Linked DNA regions of Cricetulus griseus: region 1 is linked to region 2. The links are chromatin contacts, called in public Hi-C maps. All regions are on one chromosome and are shown on one strand. The core of a region is the stretch at or near the end of the contact, and the rest is flanking DNA. Distances in the headings are between cores, read along the strand shown. Region 1 overlaps Dennd2b (DENN domain-containing protein 2B). Region 2 holds the start of Akip1 (A-kinase-interacting protein 1).

Region 1 (3,938 bases), core at 430-2,929, 170 kb before region 2:
GGCCGCCGCAGCTCTAACACCTGCAGGAAAGGGAAGGTAGCGGAGGAAGTCGGCTAGGGGAGAGCCGAAGACTACACACACAGCTTCAGCTACTTCCCCTTCCAGCCCACTCTTCTTCCAAGGCTTTCTAACCTCTCCAGATGTAAGAGAACCAGTCTCCCCTTCCCTTGGGAGCTCTGCTCCCACAGTGAGGGCTAAGTGTAAAGATGGGAAGTCTCTAGCCAACGGGGTTGAGGGACTAGATGTAGGCTCTGAGGAAAGCAGGGAGGGCTGACTACTGCAGTGGAGAAAGGAAATGAGAACCAGGGAGACACACAGCCCCATTTTCACGAGCCTCCTGCTCTCTTTCCTATCTCCTTCAGCACACCGACAATCAACCACTGCTCTCTAGGCCATAGGGAGAGTGAAGTCTTGTACCTAGGGACTCTGGCCTCAGCCATTTCTGGGGAGGCAATGTTATTGTCCTTGTTGCCAAGTCCCCTCCCTTTCCTGCTATAAAGACTTCCTTCCAAAGCGTGTCCTGCCATCCTTCCCCTGTCTCTACCACCCTAAGCCCTGTACCAAGGAGAAAGAAAGGTCTGGCTATTGCAAAATACTTGCAAGGAAACAAGACAGTTTTTATGAAGCCAGGACTAGTTGTACTCCCTTCAAAGGACTATTCCAAGGTCTGCATGACAGCTCCCAAAGCCCCTTCTCTGGAGACATGTGGTGAAGTTTGCAAGTGACCCATCAGTGACAGGTGGAGGGACTGCTGACTCTCAGCATCTCTAGGACAGCAGTGATATGCAGGCTTCCGGTCCTTTACCTGCTGCTCCTACACTTGCAATAGTCTTCCTCCACCTCTACCATTCTCCTCCTCCCAATTCACTTGTCTACCTTCTATGCACTGCTGAGGCCCCTGGTAAAATGGCACTTTCTTGGGGGGTAGGCCTTCTCTGCTCCCCTAACCTAAAGCAGACCCCCTGTTATACATTCTCAAAAGATCCCATTCTTTCACATACACTTAGGAATTAACTATTTATAAATATAAGTATTCAACACCAGGTCCCCTTCTAGGTAAGAAACTCCCAGTGGAATTCAGAGCTGTGCCACTCCTTATCTTCATGACTACACCCATGGTCTGGTATAATCCCAAGATGTGAATGCAAATGGCTAGGGGTACAGTTAATCCAGGCTACCGGTCAGCTGAAGTCCCTAGAACAAGAGAATCGGGCAACACTTAAAGCTCCAGGGTTCACATTTTTTATTCCTGGTTAGGGGTATGGACAAGGTATGCAAGGAAGAGACTGTGTTCTACACCTCCCAGAGATTCTTCTTTAGACCCAGCCCAGCGCCAGAGATGAAAGCAACAGCAATTCCCTACCTCATTCCCAGCACCAGGCAGGAATGTCTTCACTTTGATGGTTTTCCCTGGGGCTGGAAAGGGCGACTCCATAAGACTTCTCATAAAGGGGTAGACCAGTGCAGCTGAGATCCCACGCCGGCGCTCCACCTCATCTAGGACCTGTGCCCACCACCAGCAGCCCAAAGAGATAGAGTGTTGGGAACTGCCTTCCCCACTTCTTTGACTAAGAAGAGGGCAGCCTGGCCTCTGACCAAGCTGGGCCAGAAGCCTAGAGACAGGAAAGCTGCCCTGCCAGGATCTCTGTACCCTTCCTGTTTCTCTTGGCTCTCAGTGACCATTCAGTTCCCTCACTAGTCCTGCTTTCGTCCCCATGAAGGGAACAGCAGGGCAAAAGAAACAGCACCTGTAGACAGCTTCCTGGGCACTCCTGGCTTCTGCTCATGGTCCAGGCTGGGCTGCTACAGAGCAGTCACTGTCAACATAGGAGTTGGGGAAATGCCAGCCAGCTAAGGAGTAAGCCAGGCTCGGGAATACAAGAATCCAGGAGCCCACTTGTACTTGCTCTATATTGTGCTATCTTACACAGGTGTTTTTCTCATCTAGGCTAGCTTTAGATACTCCTATGAGAGCTGTCACTGGGGGATGGGGAGGACCTCTTACCTTGGAAAACAACCCGAAGCAGCCTAGGCGGCTGATGACACAGTACACCTCTGGCAGCCGAGGCCCTTTCCCACTTGGCTGGAGAGTAGGAGTAGGAGAGAGGGAAAGAGAGAATGCATGAATACCACATCTGGCTCCCTTTCCTTGAGAACTGAGCACTAAGTACAGTCCCTCTAATGAGGATGACACCAAACATCTTCTAAACTTAACCAGGTCCTCAAAGAAAAGTCACCATTCCCAGGGGCAGACCAATCTCCTGCCAAGCTCCAGGTAGCTCCATCCTTTATCCCAGGAAAACACAGACAGTGGCTGGCAGAGGACACAGCAGCACAGCAGAGGTTACAGGGCAACTTATAGATTTATATTCCTAAGGATGCCACCCCAAAGGATGTGATATTAAGGACTTGTGACGTTTTTAAAAATTGAATCTTTTTTGATTTATTTATTTTATGTGTTTTGCCCGCATGTTTACATATGTACCACATGCATTTCTGGTGCTAATGAAAGCCATGTAATCCCCTGGAATGGGGGTTACAGATGGCTGTGATCCACCATATAAGTGCTGGGAATCAAACCTGATCCTCTGCAAGATCAACAAGTGCTCTTAACCATGGAGACATCTCTCCAGCCTCCAAGAAGGACTTGTGGACATGCCTAGGAAAAAGACATGTGACCTTATCGTTCCCCTCCCCACCATCATGAGGAACACTCTGCAAAATACCCCCTTCCTCCCCTTAATTTGTGCCCAAGGAAGGCAAAATGAAAATAAGAGAAGGGAATGACTCTTTATTAAATGTTTCCTATAACAGAGTCCTAGCCTTGGTACTATATACAAAAAGAATACAAGAGCCGCATTATCACCCAGCTTTACAGCTGAGCTCATGAAGATTAAGCCATCACCTAAGCTCAAGTAAATAGAAGGCTGTAGCTAGGAGGCTGTGCTGCCTTTCATCTTGCTGTCTTACCTCCAAAGCATGTTGTTTTCTGATAGGAAGGAGGAAAAGGAACACAGAGACACAGGATAGAGGTATGCTATGAAGTGAAAGAGAACAAAAAAAGGGGGATTTAAAAGGTGTGTAGTTGAAGAAAGAGACATACTGTGAGTGCCCCAGGATTAGAGCCCCACAAGTAGACTAGGGTGAGTCCATTCTCCAGCAAGGAGCTGGCAGACCCCATGGCTGCCTCTGTGTTCAGAGGCCTGGAGTGCCTGGCAAAGCCTAGTGGGGAGGGAGCAGAGCAGCAGGTGCTGGCCCCTCATGCAGGCTGCTAAGCAAATGCAGATGGGGCTATTTCAGTCTCCAAACCTGCTGGCCACAGTCACAGATCTAAAGAGAAGGCAGAATCTGTTTTTGTCCATATTAGGTTTGAAACTTACTCCTCTCTCTTTCCCTCCCCCACTCCCCACCTCCCCTAAAGCCCCAAGTGATTAAATCAAGTATGTGGGATTTGGGTTAGAATCATTGTGTCCAATCTGCAGGAATGCCGAGCCAGTGCCAGCCCCCTTGGCAGGGACCCAGCCCAGGCCCTCTCTGAGTGCGCCAGGACAAACATGCTCTTCCCTGGGGGCAGCAGGCCTGCTGCAAAAGAGCACAGCTCTGTTCCAGCCATGTGCTGGCAAAGGCAGCCTTTGGAACGTTCTTCCCTGGGCCCTGGGGACCCAGGCATATGTTGGCCTCTGTCTGGCTTCCAGCCTGGCATCTGGGCCCCTCCCCTGTTCTTCAGTCCAGCACACTAGGCATTTAATATCCAAATACCCTTTCCTTCCTAGACCATGCTCAGTTGGGGGCTGGGGGTGGGGGGAATCTAAGAATATCAGACTGGTGATAAAGGACTTGAGAGTCAGTTCTGGCTCTTCACTGCTGTGTGACCTTGGGCAAGTCATTCTACCTTGGAGTTTCAATTTCTTAGTCTAAAGGTCAAAGATGATAATACT
Region 2 (4,312 bases), core at 1,485-3,984:
GCATAATTGCATACATATTACTGGGAGGCATGGTTGGAGACTCGGGTAAAGGTTCAATGACTCTCCTCACCTCTTCCTTCTGTTAGGGAATGTCAACAGTCCACAGACATAAAACATGGACACTTGCAAGCAAGCACAGCTGATCTGATGAAGATGGTAGCTGTTTTGCTCTGAGGACACACTTTTACAGCAAATAAAATGAAGGGCTACAACTCAGGAGTAAAGCACTTGACTAGTATGCAAATGGCCCTGAGTATTTTAATCCCCAGCACTGAAAAAAAATTTAAAAAAAGAAATATAGAATAGACTGTGAGAAAATACAAACCATATATCCAATAAGGAATCATTTGCTCAGAATTAGAACTCATTAATATTTTTTTTAAATCGACACACAAACCATATTTAAAAAACGAATAAAGGTTGCCCCCAGCCGAATAAAGGTTGTCAATCCATAAGGACAAAGCTCTCAACCTAACCACCAACAATCTTGTTCCTCTTAATGTTGTTGAGCATTAAGTTTCAACATGAACATTCAAAACACAGTAGAAACAGAGGGAGCCAATTCTAGAAAATGTACCTCATACTATTTGCTAACGACATAATAAAATCCAGAGAGGTCACCTTAAAAAAAAAAAAAAAAAAGAATAAAGGATTTGAGCAGATATTTTGGCAAAGAAACAGGAACAGGTAGGAATGACAAGAAAAAGGCCGACAGCAGCACTAGTCATTATGGAAATATTAATTGAACCCTCAATGAGCTGCTACTTCACACTCAGAGCAGTAGTAAAAATTTTAAAAATTTTAAAAATTAAAAAAAAAAAACAAATGGTGGTCTGTAGTGGTGCATGCCTTTAATCTCAGCACTTGGGAGGCAGAGGCCAGCCTGGTCTACAAAAAGTTCTGGGACAGCCAGAGCCTGTCACACAGAGAAACCTTGTCTCAAACAAACAAACAAACAAACAAACATAAAAGGTAAAGAAAACAACAAATGCTAGAATGGATGAGGAAAAACTATCAGTTGTGGGGATATAAAACAGTACAGTCACTCTGGATAATATTTTGGTAGTTTCTTGTAATATAAATATAAATATAAATTTATAATACCCTCAAAAGTTTCACTTACAAATATCTGCTCAAGAGAAACGAAAATGTCCATAGAATCTTATATGTATTATCAGAACAGCTCTCATACTGGAAATAATCCAAGTCATGAATAAACAAACAAAATACAATATATTCATATAGTGGAATATTACTTATCCATAAAAAGAATGAAGTACTGATATATACTAAACTCTGATGAACCTCAAAGTAATCTAAGTGAAAGAGACCAGTCCAAAAGGGCCACATATCATATGATTCTATTTATATGAATTTCCAGAAAAAGGCAAAGTCATGGAGGCAGCAATCAGAATAGGGGTTACCTAGGTCCAGAAGTAGGAATGAGAATTTATTATAAATGGTGGATACTAGACTACTTCTTTATTTTTTTATGTGTGTGTGTGAATGTGTCAAAGATATGCCAAGAATGTGTGTGGAGGTCAGAGGACAACTTTTGGGAGTGAGTTCTCACCTTCCCACTTTGTTTGAGGCAGGGTCTTGCTTGTTCAAGCTAGCTAGTCCAGGATTTCTAGCCAAATTTCCTGTCTTCACCACCCATATCACTGTAGGAGAGCCAGGTTAGCAGATGCACACTACAGCATGTGGCTTTTTACATAGATTCCAGGAATCAAACTCAGTTAGTTAGGCTTGTATGACAAATGTTTCCCCTGAGCCTCCCTCCCAAATCACCTCTCGGACCCAACATTGCATTTTCAGTTAACTAAAATATTACAAAGCAGGGCTGTGATGATATTAGTACAACTCTGAGATTTTGTTAAAGTTCATTGAATTATAAACTTAAAATAAGTGAATTCAGATGGCTAATCAAGCCCATCCATTGATACTACCTAAAGACTGAGAATTCCTTTTTGTCTTGTAAGGGACCCACCCCCCCACCCCACCCCACTCCCGCTGAGAAGTGTTCCTTAAAGCATCAGGGGATGCTGCTGGGTCACTAGTGCTGAGACTTGGGGCTGTCACCATAACCCAGTGGTATTATGAAAGACAAATGACCCATTTCTTACTTTGATGTGATTAATGCTTGAAAGGTGGGTCCAGATCCCAAGAGGAAGAGACTGGGGGACAGCCTGGTCTACATAGTGAGTCTCCAGCCCAGCCAAGGCTACATAGGGATTCTCTGTCTCAAAAAACAAACAACAAAAGCACCAAAATTCACAAACAAAATTGTGAATCCATCCTTTCAAGGGAGGAATGAAGAAGCTTCAGGGAGGGAATGATCACAGAGAGAGAGAGAGAGAGAGAGAGAGAGAGAGAGAGAGAGAGAGAGGCTCCTCTGGAATTCCCTGAAGTCTTTGGGTCATACCCACAGCCCCAAGGCCTCCTCTGTCTGGACCCCATCCCCAGCCTTGAGCGCTCTTCTGACAGATCGCCCTTTTCCCAACCGTACCTCCTCAGTCGTGTTGTTCAGCTAGACTCATCACCTCCTCACACAAAAGTGGAACGAAAGAGCCGCCGCAGAACCTATTCACACAAATTTTTTGGCGCAACAAGCCCCGGGATTCACACTGATCCGACGGGGCGGGAAAGACCTCGAACAACAAGCACCTCAGTCGCGTTAGTAGCTAGATTGAGCCAGGACCACGTGCCCCTCCAGCCCGGCCCCGCCCACCTCCAGGCCCCGCCCACGGCGACCAGCAGTAAGCCCGGCAACTGGCGCGACAGGGCGACCGCGGGAACGCAGGCGTGTCCGGGAAAGGGCTGTGCGCATGCTCCTAGAGAAGCAGGTCCGGTGAGGGGCCGCACCCAGGCCCCGGGAGGCGGAAGTGTAAGGGCCAGGGGTCCTGCCTTCTAGTCCCCAAATTGGAGCGCAAGATGCGGGCGGAGGGAGAGCTGGAGTTGCGGGGGAAGCTTCCTCCGGGATCCGGGCCTGGGTGCGGCTGACGCGCCGATGTCTGTGTGTGTGCCCAGGGAAACATGGAGTACAGTCTGGCGACCGCGGCGCTAACCGGGGTGGACCGGCGCTCGCTGCAGCGATCGGCTCGACTGGGGAGGGAAGTGCTGGAGCGCGCCAAGAGAAGGGCAGTGAACTGGCATTCTCCAGAGCGATCCAAAGGCAGCATAGGGGTCCTGTACCGCCAGGGCCCCTACCAGGAACGATGGTCGGTCCCCGGTCCCCAGCGCCCCCTAGGAGAGGTGAGGGCGCGAGCTGGGGGACTGACTACCCAGTCATTCTCGGCCTTCCACTGGGCCGGTGGGAACCTCCCAAGGCCAAAAGATGCAAAATATCTGGACAAAGAGCAGAAAAGTCCTTCTGACACCTTTTATTATTTTATACAGTCTTAGGTAGCCCAGGCTGGCCTTGAACTCCTGCCTACGCCTCAAGTACTAGTTTTAAAGGGATTGTGCACCGGCACAGTGTGACCGAGTCTTTATTAGTAACAAAAGAATCGTGGTATTGTTACTTTTAAAATATAGTTTCTTGCGGAGTGTGGTGGTGCACGTCTTTAATCTTAGCACCCAGGACTCAGAAGTAGACAAATCTCTGAGTTCGAGGTTAGCCTGGTCTACATAACAAGTTTCCGGCCAGCTAGGTTTACATATTGAGATGCCATAGTGTGGTGCCAGAACTTGGGAGATCTGGGCAGAAGGATCAGTCTAGAGCACATGTGACCCTGTCTCAAAAACCCTAACCAACAATAACAGTTTCTTTTTTCTGCTACTTGATAGTAAGTAAAGCCAGCTAACCTATTATTTTAGTTACTGGATAAATTGCATTAGTTTACTGAGTTAGAACTCTTTCTCAGCAAGATCCTTGTTCCCAATTTCAGCTTGCAGAAGCTTTCCTGAAAAATGAAAAAGGCGATTTCTCAAATGATGTCCTTTCCTGTAGGGAATTGTAGGTTTCACCTATGACTTGCCATTTATTCAAATAGAGAGAAGAAAGGCGCCCGACTCTTAGTGCTTCCTTCAGAACAATAGCTGAATTCATGGACTATACTTCAAGTCAGTGTGGGGTAAGTTGGTGTGAGTTCACACTGTGCTCCTGATCTGTGCTTGGGAAGACTCAGAGTTCCTCTGTCCTGGACCTACAAACCTTAATGAGCAGGTTCATATAAGTCAGGTGGTAAATACAAGTTAGAATTCATCCAACAAATATTTATTCATCCTAACTCTAGTTGTTGAAGATACATCAGTAAACAAACCAGAAAAGGTCTTTGCCCTCATTGAGTTCTCAGTGGTAGAGAGGACG

What was found. Hi-C and Micro-C count contacts between places; a contact is called where the count stands out from the background.
Region 1: a Hi-C map of liver shows a contact between it and region 2, with 4 times the contacts expected there. The contact joins the enhancer-like site here to the promoter of Akip1 in region 2. A contact is called at or near these places in 3 of 8 Hi-C or Micro-C datasets (the CHO-K1 cell line and liver).

What each region holds. Positions count from the first base shown.
Region 1 is chr3:91,187,017-91,190,954 of CriGri-PICRH-1.0, reverse strand. Dennd2b (DENN domain-containing protein 2B) reads right to left here. Exons shown (of 20, transcript XM_035442293.1): 12 at 2,006-2,083; 13 at 1,364-1,504; 14 at 1-20. Among named protein-coding and RNA genes, the nearest start is that of Rpl27a, 19 kb to the left of the region's middle. Within about 2 kb of position 1,679, at least 1 of the 6 cell types and tissues checked has open chromatin away from gene starts, as enhancers often do.
Region 2 is chr3:91,015,463-91,019,774 of CriGri-PICRH-1.0, reverse strand. It overlaps Akip1 (A-kinase-interacting protein 1), which reads left to right and starts at 2,734. Exons shown (of 6, transcript XM_027410054.2): 1 at 2,734-2,887; 2 at 3,031-3,255; 3 at 3,996-4,076. The coding sequence starts at 3,037. It overlaps Dennd2b (DENN domain-containing protein 2B), which reads right to left and starts at 2,707. Exons shown (of 20, transcript XM_035442293.1): 1 at 2,510-2,707.